Regions from separate parts of the Neogale vison genome. Here region 1 is linked to region 2. Evidence: chromatin contacts called from public Hi-C data. All regions are on one chromosome and are shown on one strand. Each heading gives the region's core, a stretch centred on a gene start, on an enhancer-like site or on the middle of the called end of the contact. The rest is flanking DNA. Distances are from core to core; before and after follow the strand shown. Region 1 holds the start of DEXI (dexamethasone-induced protein). Region 2 holds the start of NUBP1 (cytosolic Fe-S cluster assembly factor NUBP1).

What was found. Hi-C and Micro-C count contacts between places; a contact is called where the count stands out from the background.
Region 1: a contact with region 2 is called in a Hi-C map of muscle, with 10 times the contacts expected there. The contact joins the promoter of DEXI here to the promoter of NUBP1 in region 2. A contact is called at or near these places in 2 of 3 Hi-C or Micro-C datasets (fibroblasts and muscle).

What each region holds. Positions count from the first base shown.
Region 1 is chr14:24,196,699-24,203,948 of ASM_NN_V1, forward strand. DEXI (dexamethasone-induced protein) reads right to left here and starts at 2,565. Exons shown (of 2, transcript XM_044232897.1): 1 at 2,067-2,565. The coding sequence starts at 2,502. The coding sequence ends at 2,215. It overlaps LOC122896075 (stress response protein NST1-like), which reads right to left and starts at 5,326. Exons shown (of 5, transcript XM_044234014.1): 1 at 5,219-5,326; 2 at 4,961-5,114; 3 at 2,777-3,004; 4 at 2,705-2,745; 5 at 2,545-2,703. The coding sequence starts at 5,326. The coding sequence ends at 2,545. It overlaps CLEC16A (protein CLEC16A), which reads left to right and starts at 5,194. Exons shown (of 23, transcript XM_044234081.1): 1 at 5,194-5,404. The coding sequence starts at 5,325.
Region 2 is chr14:24,039,118-24,046,293 of ASM_NN_V1, forward strand. NUBP1 (cytosolic Fe-S cluster assembly factor NUBP1) reads left to right here and starts at 1,427. Exons shown (of 10, transcript XM_044233941.1): 1 at 1,427-1,463; 2 at 1,542-1,646; 3 at 4,578-4,711. The coding sequence starts at 1,445. It overlaps LOC122896009 (a long non-coding RNA gene), which reads right to left and starts at 1,549. Exons shown (of 3, transcript XR_006382345.1): 1 at 1,355-1,549; 2 at 352-534.

The DNA of each region.
Region 1 (7,250 bases), core at 1,315-3,814, 160 kb after region 2:
TCAGGTTCTGCCTTCAAAAGGTCTTCTCAGTCTGTGTTTCTCCATCTTTAGCAACCTTGCCCTATCCAGGCCCCCGTTACCTCCAGCCTGAGCAACTGAATAGTTCCTAACGGGCTTCTCCGCTTCCATACTTGTCCCAAAGCCGATTCTTTGTAAAGCCAAAGTCGGCTTTACACATTGTGAATTGAAATTGTGTCACCTCCTGCTTCCTACTGCTCATGGCCATGGTCTCCTATGTCCTTTATGGACAGACCGCCCCACAGACCGCTTCCTGGGCTGCTCTTAGCCACACACTGGCCTCTTCTTGGTTGCTGCAAAAACCAACTCTCCCGGGAACCTCACAGCTTTGGCTCTAGATTCCCTCTGCCTCGATTGGTTTTCCCCAGATCTTAGATCTTCAATCTGGCTCCTGCAACCAATTTAGGGCTCAGTGAACTGTGTCATCTCAAGGGACCTTCTCTGGCCCCCCTCCCCCTTTCTAAAGCAGCCCATCTCTATTCTTCTGCTTCGCTCATTCAACAGACATTTATTGAGTGTCTACTAGATGCCAGGCACTGCCCAAGTCCTCGTGGCTCGCAAAAGATCTCATCGCCTTCTTTGGGAATCTGCTTGTCGTTTCTCACCAAGTGCCAGGAGGTCACACCTAAGTCTCTCTTGTTCACTGTGTTTATCTACTGGGCACAATATGTACTCCATAAATATTTGTTCAATCAAAGAATGGATTTATGGATGGATGGATGGATGGATGGATGGCAGGCAGACAGACAGGCAGACAGGCAGGCAAGGAGACTGGGTAGGTATGCAGGGCAGCTGACCCATTCTCCACCTGGCACTTGGTTCTGGCTAAGGTCTCAGTGAGCTCAAATGAAGCTTTTATCAAAGAAATCTCACTGTCCACCTCTCAGGGGGAGCCCCCAGCCCTCAGCCTACCTCTAGCAGGTCCTGCCCCACCCTGCATTCCCTCTGACTATGGTCATTTTGGAAAGGGAAGGCCACAGAGGAGGGGAGTTAACTTAGCTTGCTTGGGGGAAGTGGCATTAGTGTCCGTCTTCTAGAAGGAGCCCTTGCCATCTCAGTATCCTCCCACTCAGGCCCTGTGCCTAGTGACACTGCACACTGTCCAGTGGAGGGGCTCAAAGAGTGCCTGCAAGTCCCATGAACCTCACCAGACCCAACAGCCTGCCTCTCTCTCTTTCTCTCATCTTGTTCAGCTGCCTCTCTTCCCAGCCCTGAGACTTCCGCCAAGTCCCTCTCCTTCCTAGACCTTGATTTCCCTCCCAGCAACACACAGGGTGGGGCAGGACACACAGCCACCTGGTTGCAGCCTAGAACACCTCAGTGCAAAGATCCTGTGGTCCCTACTCCTGTTGGCCCAAGGGCTCCTTGAGGCCTTGCAAACACTGCAGGCAAAGCCAGCCCCCGCCTGCCTGGTCTGCGAAAGGAACCTGCGAAACTGGCAGTCCTTGCAGATGCAAGCTGCAGACCTGCCGAGCTGGGGCACCCTGAAACCCGACTCCCAAGAAGCAGCAAACCCAAGGCCAAAAGGAAGTGCAGACTTTGCAGAAGGAGGTTTCTCCTCTCGCAGCTTCAGCCGGGGCCCTTACTCTTGAGTCTCCACCCCGTCCCCTAGGGGCCACAGGACAAAGGTGGTCACTGCCTGGCTTGCTACCTCTTCTGACACTCCAAGTCTTTATCCTTCCAGGACTATGGGAATCCCCAGCAAGCCAAGGTCACCACCAAGCCAGACTGAGGCAGAAGGGAGAAGCTGAGAGCTCTGCCTCAAAGGGACCTGGGTGCAAAGGCTTTTCTACAAGCTGTGGCAGTAGGTACCATGGCTAACCCGAACACCCCTTGGGCTCTGCCTCTCTTCCCCTCTGCAACAACTGTCACCTTCATCAGGGGAAGCTTTCCAGCCCCAGCTAAGGGCCTGACAGGGGTCTGGCCATTCCTGGCATCTGAATGGACCTCCAGGAGCCTGGGGGAAGGGTGCGTGTCTGGTCTGGAGATGCCACCCTCTTCGCCAGCACCCCTAACCCACACTCATCTGGTGCAGAGAGGGCACTTACAGGTCTTGGAGGCCGGAGTCGGCCTCGTCCTGGGGATTCCATCCCTGGCCCGACGATGCCCCCAACCAGCAGCGGCGGCATGATTTGGGCGGCTGGTCCAGGCCGAGGGGTGCGGGTCGTTCGGGGGAGGGGAGGACGGTAGCCAAGCCTACTCCAAGTAACCATCGAAGACATCGAGCTCCGAATCGGCATCGTAGAGGCCGGAGCCGGGATCGGAGAGCACGCCGAGGTCCACCAGTGCCTGGTCCATGTCCTCGGGCAGGAAAACGAGGCCCACGTTGAGGACAATGTACTCCATGAGGAAGGCGTAGTACAGGATCAGCACATTGACGAAAAACAGGCCCACGTAGAACATAGAGGGCAGCAGCGACGGCGGCACGTAGGGGACCAGGGGGCCCAGCGCGTCCAGGTGGGCCGCGACCCGGGCGCCGGGCATGCAGGGGGCGGCGAGGGCGGCGGCCCGGCGATCCCAGCGATCTCAGCCACTGCGGCGCCCGGGCGGCCGGCAAGGGGGCAGCTCAGCCATCCAGGGGCGCCCCGGGGGCTCGACCCAGGCGGCGCTGGGCCCCGGCGGTTGCCCCGCCGGTGTGCGGCGGCCTCTGAGGACGCGCCCCGGCCCCTGAAACGTACCCGGCGGGGTCCAGGCACCCCCAGATGTGCCCACAGGGTCCTCTCGATCCTCCCGGCGGCCAGGCAAGACCCCCCCACACTTGAGGTGGCCGGGGACTGCCCGGCTCCTCCGATGCGCCTCGCTCGAGCTCACAGGCCCTCGCAGCGCCGGCGGAGACCCCACCGCGGCTCAGCGTCGAGGGCCAGTCCCGGCGGCAGTCTCTCCAGCCCCGCCCGGCAGTTCCTCGAGCCCCCTCCGCGCCCCCGCAGGCCCAGCGCCCATAGCTGCAGCCGCCGCGTCGCCCTCCTGGTCGCGTTCCGAGCACCGCCTCCGGAGCCGCCCCGCGTTCATTGGCCCGCCGCCCCTTGCCCGCGCTCATTGGCTCACTCGACTCCCGCGCTCATTGGCCCGAGCCGTCCGGGGGCGGTACCGCTTCGCTCCGCCCCTCAGGGGCGCTGGCCTCTGAGCTGCTTCCCCGGTTCCGGGCTCCGCCCAGGTCTCAAATCCAATTGGCTCTGGGCATCCCCCAGGGAGTAGCGGGAGGGGAACGACACAGAACACAGTTCAAAACTTGACAGATCCTGAAGGTTAAGGTAGCAGAAGGGAACCCCCCCGCACCCCGCTCCAAGCCTCCTCAGCAGCCTTCCCTGAACTTGGACATAGCGTCACGCCTCTTTGGAACTCAGTTTACCTGTCAAAAGGAGGCGGGGTAGGGGAGAGGTGAATTTACCGGTGAAAACCTAGGACTTTCCAAAGTGGCAATTTTCCATGGTGGGAAAGATTAATCAGTGCCTCCTTCGGCTCTCCAAATTCTGGGTGCCAGAAGGTCCTTAACAGGTGCATCGCGAGGAGGTGCATAACAGGGTTCAGGGACCCCCGAATAAAGAGATTCCCAGGCAAGTCAGACCTGTGGCAGTGGGGTTGCTTCCTGTTTTTGCTTTGTAAACCATGTTTGAAAGAGGACGTGGTTAAACATTGAAACAGCCAAGAATTACATAGAAAAGTGAGTCTCGCACTCGCTGATTCCCCTTTTCATGAGCAACTCTTGTATATCCTTCAGGAGACTGATCTTGCCCAAAGGGCCTTCCAGAACAGTTCCACAGATCGTCCTTATTTTTCAAAGATTTGATTTTTTGAGTAATCTCTGCACCCAAAGCGGGGCTTAAACTCACAACTCCAACATCAAGTGTTGCATGCTCTGCTGACTGAGACGGCCAGGCTCCAGGAAAGACCTATACATCTCAGGTCACACTGAGCTGGGTGTTTTACACACATCGCTTAATTGCAGCTAGACGTGGCTGTGTAGTGTGCTAGGCCTTTTTACAGATGAGGAAATCTGGGCCCAGAGAAAAGGGAAGGCCCCGGAAGGCAGAGGCTAAGTCTGTGTGTGTTTGGAGATCAGACCTGCCCTTTTTCCTCCATTACTGTCTCCTTGCCCATTTAGATCAATTACAGCAAACCATTAATTCTCCAACAGCCTAAGGGGAAACAAACCTCCATTCTGTCAGTCATTCACATATGATGTGCCAAACTATGTGCTAGGCAGTGGGGGAAAACATGGGTCCTTAGCCCAACTCTGAGCACAGCTAATGAGACACAGTAGTCCTTAGATAACTCTGCGGTGCCGAAAGGAACGAATGAATGGTGAACAGGGCAGCCTTGCCTCCAGGGAGCTTCTCACTCCTCCTGCAGGACAGACATTTAGATACATCTTCCTGGCTCATGTGGGGAGTTGGGTGTTTCTTTTCTTCTAATTCTAATTCTTCTTCTCAATGTGGTAGTTTTGGGAATTGCTTGGATTTGGGGTGAAGACTAGAGAAATCCTCTGAAAGCACAGGATGTTCAGTTTCGGTACACTGTTGCCCGAAGACCTTCCAAAATCTATTTTTTTAAGTTGAAGTGGAAAAAGAAGAGCTGTAAAGACCGTCAAGACCATTACCGATCTGGTACAGATTAGTTTACGGGGGCATAAAATGTAGGTGCCAGGGTCTGAACCATGCACTTACTAGCTGCATGACCTTCGGAAAGTCAGCTCCTCTGTGATTCAGTTTCCCCGTGGGTAGCGTGAGGATGATAGTACCCACCTCATAGGCTGGTTGTTAGCCTTAAATATCAGTCTATGTAAAGCGTTCAGGACGGTGGCACATAGTAAAAGCCATGCAATAGCTATTCCGATTCTTGTCATACAACCTAAAGATCGTGAACACTGCGGTTACTTTTAAGCACCCAGCCTCACCAATTCCCTTCCCAGGGGTGCGCGCATAGGTTTCCCATTCCCGCCCACCGTCCGGGATACTGCGGGCTCTCCTCCTCCTCTCGCTCCGCCTCTTCTCCGAGGCCGCAGGCCCGCAGTTGCGCAATGCACGCCGGGCCTTGTAGTTCGTTTGCCGAGTCCCGTCGGCAGGGGCCTCGCGGGCGAACTGCACTTCCCAGCGTTCCTCGTGGCGGCGGCCGTAAAGCGCGGCGGTCGAACGGCCGGTTCCGGCTGAATGTCAGTGCGGAGCTGTGGGCCGGGGAGGAAGGTGGTTGGCGGTCCCTCTACCACCTCCGCCGCTGCCTCCTCCGCTTGTGCTGTCACTGCGGGCGCCCGGCCGCTCGGCCGCTCGGGCATGAGACCGTGAGGCGGGCAACGGGTCGGGGCCGCCGACATGTTTGGCCGCTCGCGGAGCTGGGTGGGCGGGGGCCATGGCAAGTCTTCCCGCAACATCCACTCCTTGGACCACCTCAAGTGAGTGTGCTGGGGGCTGAGGGGGGCAGGCCGCGGGGCTGGACTTGGGGATGGGGGCAAATAGCTCCGGGCCGGGGGCTCTGCGAGGTGTCAGAGCGAGGTGGAGGAAGGAGAGAGACGTCCGGGAGAGGCTGTACGATGGTTAAGAGCGAGGGCTCTGGAGTCAGGGTGCCTGGGTTCGAACCCTGACACCATCGCTCCTCGCTGTGTGACCTTGGGCAAGTGGCTTAGCTTCTCAGAGTCTCAGTATCCCGTTTGTAAAGTAAGGGGATAGTTTTCAGCTTACGGATGCGCCCTTTGTTGTTGCCGGGGCAGCGGTGGGCACCAAGCTTCCGGGGGTGGTACTTCTTCGGCTCCGCAGCTTAGGGGTCAGAGGTCAGGACGGGGTTCGAATCTAGGTGTGTGAATTTAGACCTCAGTTTCCTCAGTTGTAAAGTGGATATAGTGACAGCATCTACTCCCCATGATTGTTTTGAGGGTTGGTTAAGGGAATGCACATAATAAAACTGGAAGCATGTACTACTGCTCAGTAAAGGGCAGTCGTTTAAAATTTTTTTTCCCCTGGGAGAGTTTAAGGAGGGGACTATCAGAAATAGAGTTCTGGGGGAGGGCAGGTGGCCAGCGTGGTCCTGGGAAGCGGGAATGCACAGAAAGGCCTTGCAGTCAGACCTGCATTCAGATCCTTGTTCTACTGCTTCATGGCTGTGTGACCTTGGACAAATTACTCCTTGAGCCTCTGTTTCCCCATCTGCAAATGGGGTTGATGTACACTGTGCAAGAACTCAATAATGTCATGCATGGAAAGAGATAGATCCAGTGTCTCTTACACAGTAGGTGGCTAATGGGGGAAGCAGTGTTTATCAGCTATGTAAGGCCTTTCCAGACCACCTTACCTAAAGTGCTTCCCCACTTCAATTCCTTTCCGCCTGATCTTTTTCTGGATTTCATTCAATGCATATCTCCACTATCTGCATTTAGACTGTTTGTTTTCACTCCTTTTCCTTCTGCTTCTAAACTGGTACTTCCAGCAGAGCAGAAACTGCTTTTTGCACTCACAGCTGCATTTCCAGCATCTAGCGCTGGGCCTGCACACAGTAGGAGTTCAGTGGGTACCCAAAGAGTAGGGAGAAAAGTGAGTGAATTGGGAAAAGATGCAGAGCGTGCTGACAAACCTAGGATTTTTGGGCGGGGGGCGGTGATGGAAAAGAGACTTTTGTGGAGGAAATGACTGAAGGGAGGAAAATCTAGTGTGTGTGTGTGTGTGTGTGTGTGGCAGTTGGATGGGGAGTAGGCATTCCTTTGGTGGTAAGAAATAGGCTGGTTTCCAAAGGGAGCTCCCAAGATTACTAATGGGAAGGAAAAAGGATGAGGGGTTGGGCAGGAGCAGTAGAAGGAAGACTGGGGCCCAGGGAAAGGATTGGTGGGAGGGAAATTAGATGGGGTTTCTCATTTGGCAAGGGGTCATGGTGTTGTGCCTCTCAGCTATGTCTTTTCTAGCACCGAGCAGGTGCTTCATAAATGTTTGTGGGTCTCAAAGAGCTGGAGGGGTAGGAGGGATCAGTATGTAGTGAGGAATGGTATTGGAGGGGCGAGGAGAGAGGACACCAGGGAGGAGAAGGCAGAGGACAGGATGGGGGTGTTTCAGGAGGTCAGGAATCTTAAATGGGAGGGCAGCCAGACTGGAAAGGGAGAGGCAGAAGGATTTCAGGAATTTAGAGAGTGGGTGGATGTGGCTGAGAAGGGGAGGATGGTTGTTTAAAGGAGGCTGGGCCTCCTGCTAATGTCCGGGCACCTGCAGGCTTTCACCTATCTCTGCCTGCCTCCAGCCCTTGTAAAGTACTTTAAT
Region 2 (7,176 bases), core at 177-2,676:
GCCTCACTTTGTTCAGTGAAAAGAGAACAGTTTGCATCCTGCCTCCCGGTGTGTGGCACAGTGTCAAAAGCGCAGTCCCTACAACAGATTTCTCTGGCCTCCCAGCTGTGCTGCTTACCGGCTCTGAGACCTTGGGCAAGTCCCTTCCCAGTGACCTTGTCTTCCTACCTGCAAACTGCAGATCACGACAGTCCCCCGGCCTAACAGGGGGACTTTCTCTCGGACCTCTGGGCTTGTTCGTGTGGTTCGTTCCATCTGAAACACCACTCGTCACCCTCGCCACCACCCTTTAAGGGCTTCTTCCCTAACACCCCTGTTGTCTAATGCCATAGCTTTTAGAAAACTAATTACCTGCTTCGTTATCCACTGTGGCGGACAGGCTGGGTGCCAGGACGAATGGCATCATGGCCGTTTGGTGGCACCAGCGGTTCGTACGGAAGCACCTGTCACTGTGTCTTACGGGTGACCCAGCAGGCTCACAAGCCCCACGGCCCAGGTTCATCCCTCTGGCTCCCTCGCTAGCAGCGGTGTGACCTGAGGAAAGGAGTTCAGACATTTGGACCCTCTGTTTTCTCACCCAAAGGCACAAGTTTGGGAGCACCGCTAGAAGGGGTTCAGGCAAGAACAGTGCTAACACCGCCAAGGGCAAGGCTGATGAACAGGATACTCGCATGACCTCCACGAAATCATCTCAGAATCCTTATTCATTACAGACGGGAAAGGGTACCACTCGCTGGAGAGGCAGGGCGGGCGGATGCAGCCTTCCCCAAGCGGCCAAGCCCTCGCCTTACCAACAGCGGGACCCACTGTCATTCTGTGCCTCTCGCTGTGACACCACTGTTGTTCACATGACTCGGGGGCCTTATGCCAAAACCTTTTAACTGGAATCTAATCATGGCGGGGGCGGGGATCGGACGGAACAAGATCCTGGAGTGGGTATCGCATAAGGCGAATGGCCTGGACTGTATCCAAATTCATTCCTGTCCTCAAAGACAGAAAATGGCAAGGGGGCAGGAGAGCAGGACTGTTCTGAATTAACAGCCTGATGAGGACCAACGGCAGGTGCGACTTTTGACGGGATCCAGGATGCGGGGCGGAGGGGCGGGGGTCTTCTTTGGGACAATTGAGTACGTTTGAATATAAAGTGCACGTTAGCTAATAATTTTGCATCCGTATCCGATTGCCTGGGTACGAAAGAGCACTGAGGTCATGGAGGATAATGCCTTTGTTCCTAGGAGCTATATACTGAATAATTTACGAAAGATCTCCACAGCTCGGCTTTAAAGGAAAAGACCAGCCCCAAGCACCGGGCACAAGGTCCGCGCGTGAGCAAAGCCCTCTTTCCGAGACTTACTTCGCGCGGCTGGAGAGTCAGATTGGGCGCGGGGAGACGGAAATACGTAAAGCGTATTCCGGTGACCGCGTAGACTTCGAAGGCAGCCGAATGGAGGAGGTGCCTCAGGGTGAGCGCGCGGAAGGGGCGTGGGTGGAGAGGCTGAAGGGACAGGAGCCACTCTAACTGTGACCTTGTGCCCGCGCAGGCTGTCCCGGGACCGGCAGCGCCCAGGCGGGCCGAGGGGCCTCATGTCAGGGCTGCCCCAACCAGCGGCTCTGCGCTTCCGGAGCCGGCGCCGCTCCCGACCCAGGTGAGGAAGGGGCAAGGCCTGAACCGGAAGTGAAGGGCGCCAGCCCGGAAGAGGTGGGACCCGGAGGCCTTTTCCGAGGAGGGGTGGGCCTAGAGGAGGCGGGCTGTGGAGAAGTCGGAAGAGTAGAGGGAAGTAGTGGGATGGGGCGGAGCCTGAAGGACCGGGGACTGACCTGCCAGTCTAAGGGAGGGCGTGTCTCAAGATTAGCGGGTCTAGGGGCGGGAGGGAAAGGGTGGGGCGAGAGGTTTGAGTGACAGCAGTACGTGGTCGGGTGGAAGGCAGCGTCCTAGGGAATAGGGTATAGACTTTGAACTGGGGGTTGCTCTGGCTTATTCTTGGGCAGCATTGTCTTCCCCCCCTTTTTTTTAAGATTTTATTTATTTGACAGAGAGATAGAGATCACAAGTAGGCAGAGAGGGGAGAAGGGAAGCAGGCTCCCTGCTGAGCAGAGAGCCCCGTTGGGGCTCGATCCCAAGACCCTGAGATCATGCCCTGAGCCGAAGGCAGAGGCTTTAACCCACTGAGCCACCCAGGCGCCCAGAATTGTTTTCCTTTTGAGAAGGAGCATTTCTCCTGTTCATTTAACAGAAATACATCCTCACCTGCTAGGCACAGTGCTCTGTGCTGGGGATACAGCTGTGAATGAGAGAGACGAGGTCGCTGCCCTAGTGGATGTTAGTTTAATAGGGGAGACCCCCCCCCCATTAACCAGTGAGCAAGCATTAAATCATCGCAACGATAAGTATGACAAAGGACACATTGGAGGGTGGGACAGACTCTGGGGATTTACCAAAAGGATCTTAAAAAGCAGGAGGCTGGGACGCCTGGGTGGCTCAGTGGGTTAAAGCCTCTGCCTTCGGCTCAGGTCATGATCTCGGGGTCCTGGGATTGAGCCCTGCATGGGGCTCTCTGCTCAGCAGGGGGCCTGCCTCCCTTCCTCTCTCTCTGCCTGCCTCTCTGCCTACTTGTGATCTCTGTCTGTCAAATTAAAAAAAAAGAAAAGAAAAGAAAAGAAAGGAGGCTGAGAGAATTGTGAAGGAGTTCCACGAGAGACTCAGGTTTAATTCCTGGTTCCCGCAAACAGTATGACTTTGAGCAAGACTCCTAAAGTCTCTGAGCCTCCATTCCCTTATCCAAAATGGGGCTCAGGCTCAGGGTGCCTGGCTGGCTCAGTCCATAGTGCATGTGACTCTTGATGTCAGGGTCATGAGTTCAAGCCCCACATTGGGCTTGGAACCAAGTTTTTGTGTTGTTGTTGGTGGTGGTGGTTTTTTTTTTTTTTTAAAGATTTTATTTATTTATTTGTCAGAGAGAGAGGGAGAGCGAGCGAGCACAGGCAGACAGAGAGGCAGGCAGAGGCAGAGGGAGAAGCAGGCTCCCTGCCAAGCAAGGAGCCCGATGTGGGACTCGATCCCAGGATGCTGGGATCATGACCTGAGCCGAAGGCAGCTGCTTAACCAACTGAGCCACCCAGGCGTCCCTGTTGTTGTTGTTTTTAAGGTTTATTTATTCATTTGAAAGAGAGCATGCTCACAAACAGGAGAGGGGCAGGGGGAGAGGAAGAGAATCCCAAGCAGACTCCCCACTGAACGCAGAGCCAGACCTGGGGCTTGATTCTAGGACCCTGGGATCATTGTCTGAGCTGAGCAGAAACCAAGAGTCTGATGCCCCTTGTGACCTACTTTTTAAATAAGGGACAGGGGCTCCCTGGTGGCGTAGTTGTCAAGCAGCTGCCTTTGGCTCGGGGTCCTTCTAACCCAGGGTCCTGGGATCAAGCACCACGTCAGGCTCCCTGCTTGGAGGGAAGCCTGCTTCTCCCTCTGCCACTCCCCCTGCTTGTGTGTGCTCTTTCTCTCTCTCTCTCTGTGTCAAATAAATAAAATCTTTTAAAAAAAATTTATAGGTGCACCTGGGTGGCTCAGGGGGTTAAAGCCTCTGCCTTCAGCTCAGGTCATGATCTCAGGGTCCTGGTTTCAAGCCCCGCATCCAGCTCTCTGCTCAGCGGGGAGCCTGCTTCCCCCTCTCTCTCTGCCTGGCTCTCTGCCTCCTTGTGATCTCTGTCTGTCAAATAAATAAATAAAATGTTTTTTAAAAAATTATAAATAAGGAGCAGGTAGAATAGTTACTTCATGGTGGTATTATAAGGAATTGAAGCGAGGTGAAATGTTGAGTGCACAGCAGATGTATGATCTGTGGTAGTTATCTGCGACTGGTCCTTATAAATTCCTGCTGTTTGTAAGGGATTCTCAACCTTCGCGCTATGGACATTTAGATCTGGATAATTCTTTGGGGTGGGGTGCTGTCGGGTGCATTCTTAGGCTTTTTTTTTTTTTTTTTAAGGAATTATATGAGAGAGAGAACACAAGTAGGGGGAGGGGCAGAGGGACAGGAAGACAATCTCCAGCAGACTCCGTGCTGAGCAGAGCGCGGAGCCCAACACAGGGCTCAATCTCATGACTAGAGCCGAAACCAAGAGTTGAACATTTAACCTCCTGCGCCACCCAGGTGGCTGGCATCGTTAGACATTTAGCAGCATCTGTGGCCTCTACTCACTACATAACAGCAGCCCCTCTTCCTTGTGACAATCAAAAGTGTCCCCAGGCGGATTTTGCCCGCAGGTTGGGAGCCATGACTATGTGTGAAGCTCTTCTGAAGCTGGGAATATGGCTGTGAACATTTCAGACTGTCTGTATCCTCGTGGAGCTTATGTTTTAGTAAGAGACAGACAAGTAAACCAATAAACAAGAAAATTTCAGAGATGATGATAACTTTTATTTTCTTTGTAGTGCTTGTTATTGTCATTGACTAGGTGATATTTCATACACAGGCTCTTGAAATGGCCCCAAGGATTTAGCTGCTGCTGGTCCATTGAAAAAGTGACACTTGAAATTTAGTTCAGGGACTAAATCACCTGATTTGCTTTCTTTGCAGCTATAGAAGAAATCAAAGAAAAAATGAAGACCGTGAAACACAAAATCTTGGTATTATCTGGGAAAGGTGGCGTTGGAAAAAGCACATTCAGTGCCCACCTTGCCCATGGCCTAGCAGAGGATGAAAACACACAGGTGAGGCCTTGGGGAAAACTGGCAGAGCATCCTATATGAGGATGTGTGATGACTTCTGGAGAACTGATTGCTTAGACTAAGTTGAATTAGTCTCTTGGGACTCTAGATCCTTGCAGAGAGGAGGAGGAAACGCGTGGCCGCTATGCAGTGAGATGAAATGTTTCCTTAGGTTCCCTACCTGTGACAATGGATAGCAGGTGTAGATTTCGTTTGGCATCGCTGATCTTTTTGTTAAGGTCTGAGTTCTTCCTCTCAGTCCCTTTCTGCCTCTTTCTAAGCCAGAGGTCTGCAAAATATAGCCTATGGGCAAATTCAGCCCCTCTCGCCTTTTTACGGTCTATGAGCTAAGAATGATTTTTACGTCTATAAACAGTTGCTTTTGAATTGTTTTGTAGTGTCCTTGATTTTGCCCAGAAAGTCTAAAATATAGGTGATTTTTGAACAACATGGGTTTGAACCACATGGTTCCATTTATATGTGGATTTTTAAAAAAATATTTATTTTTTTATTTGACAGAGATCACAAGGAGGCAGAGAGGCAGGCAGAGAGAGAGGAGGAAGCAGACTCTCCGCTGAGCAGAGAGCCCGATGCGGGACTTGATCCCAGAACCCCGGGATCATGACCTGAGCCGAAGGCAGAGGCTTTAACCCACTGAGCCACCCAGGCGCCCCTTGAGTTATTTTTATATACGAAGGCTGAGGTTTAGATTTCTTTTCTAACCTATAAACGGCCTTTCACTGTTGTTTGACTTTTAAAAAAAAAGTGCTAAAAGGGACTGTAAAGGTACATTTAGCCTGGTATTGAAATTTCACAACTGCCACACATTGTTCCTTATATTTTAGGACTCTAAAAGCTGGATCAGTGTTGTATACCTATAGTAAATAAACCACTGTATGTAAGTAGGAAATACCACCATAAGACCTTGACATAAGGCTTGATACTTCTTCACAAAAAAGCCAGCTACAGCGCAGAGGATCTAACCTGAACTGTAGGACACACAGGCCACTAAGACCCCATGCCAGTATCCGAGGACTCTAGGAATACAGTTTTCAAATCGCTGGAGTAAGAAATTAAAATTTGCTTCAGGGCTGGGCACACCTCTTGTGTGAAGAGCCAGATGGTGAATAATTTAGGTGTTGTTGGCCCTACGGTTTCTATGGCAACCATTCAGTCCTGCCCTCAAACAGGAAAGCAGCCATAGGCAGTCTGTAAACAAACTTGGCTATGTTCTAACGCAATTTTACTATCACTGATGTTTGAATTTCACATAATTTTAACATCATGAAATAGACTTTTTAAAATGTCCAACTTCCCCCACCCCCCCGCCTTCTAAAAATGTAATAACCATTCTTACCTTGTGGGCTGAACAAAAACAGGTACCAGGCTGGGTTTGGCTCCCAGGTTGTAGTTCACTGGGCCCTGGTTTGGTTGGTAGCACCAGAAACACTGGTGCCGGCTGGGGTAGTGCATCTTTGGAGCAAGACTGAAAACTTGGGCAAGGCCCAGCCTTCTCGGGAGGGAAGAGGCTGGAAGATGCTCGGCGTTCCTCTCGCGCACCCAGGCTCTGAATTCTCCCTTATTCCTCATTTCTGTTCTGAGCATTTTAGAATGCTGGCCTGCCAGTGGCTGAGGTGGGCTTCTCTGAAATCTGACATCCACCCTCGGAGATGTGCTCTAGGGAATCTGGGACAAGGGAAGGAAGCTTGGGAGGGTCCCCTGGGCTTAGAGAAGGCGGCCTCTGGCCTGTGGTGGGGACGGATGGAAAGTGTTTGTGGCGGGCAGTCTGGTGGGGCTTCTCCGGGGAAGGGGGCCCGAGGAGGAGGCTGGGCCAAACCGGGGAGGCTTTGAAGGACTTGCTAAGGCATCTGGAAAGCAGAGAGGCAGGATTGGAGCATTGCTTGAGGAGCCTCGAAATGACCGTCAGCCGAGTGTGTGATTTGGGTTTCATTAGAGGGGACAGGAAGCCAGGTGGGAGACGGTGTTCGGGTCTCTGTGAGCAGCCATGAGGGCCCAGGTGAGGGCAATGGGTGTAACAAGTGCCAGGGGACAGATGAGGCCAGAGTCTGATGTCTTCTACGTAGTAAGTGTTCAGTAAATGTCTGTGATAGCAGTCGCCGTTCCTTTACCCACTAACGAACGCGGGAAGCAGGGTGATTATTTCTGCTTTAGTGCCGGGCTTGTGGCCCACCCCCACCAACTACGGTGCTGAGTAGGTGCAAGTCCACTGACCGATCTACTCTGTTAACCGTGTCCTGACATTTGAGGGTCAAATGCGTATTGGCCAGTTGGTTAGCCAAAAACTGATTATTTCTCTGAGACAGTATCCATACCATCCAGAGTGTTCTTTGCTTTTAGAAGCCATCAGGCGTATTTTATTTTGTGTGTGCATTAATTTTTGTTTTGTTTAAAATCAACTAATTAATATAGCATATTACTAGTTTCAGGGTAGAATTTAGTGAGTCACC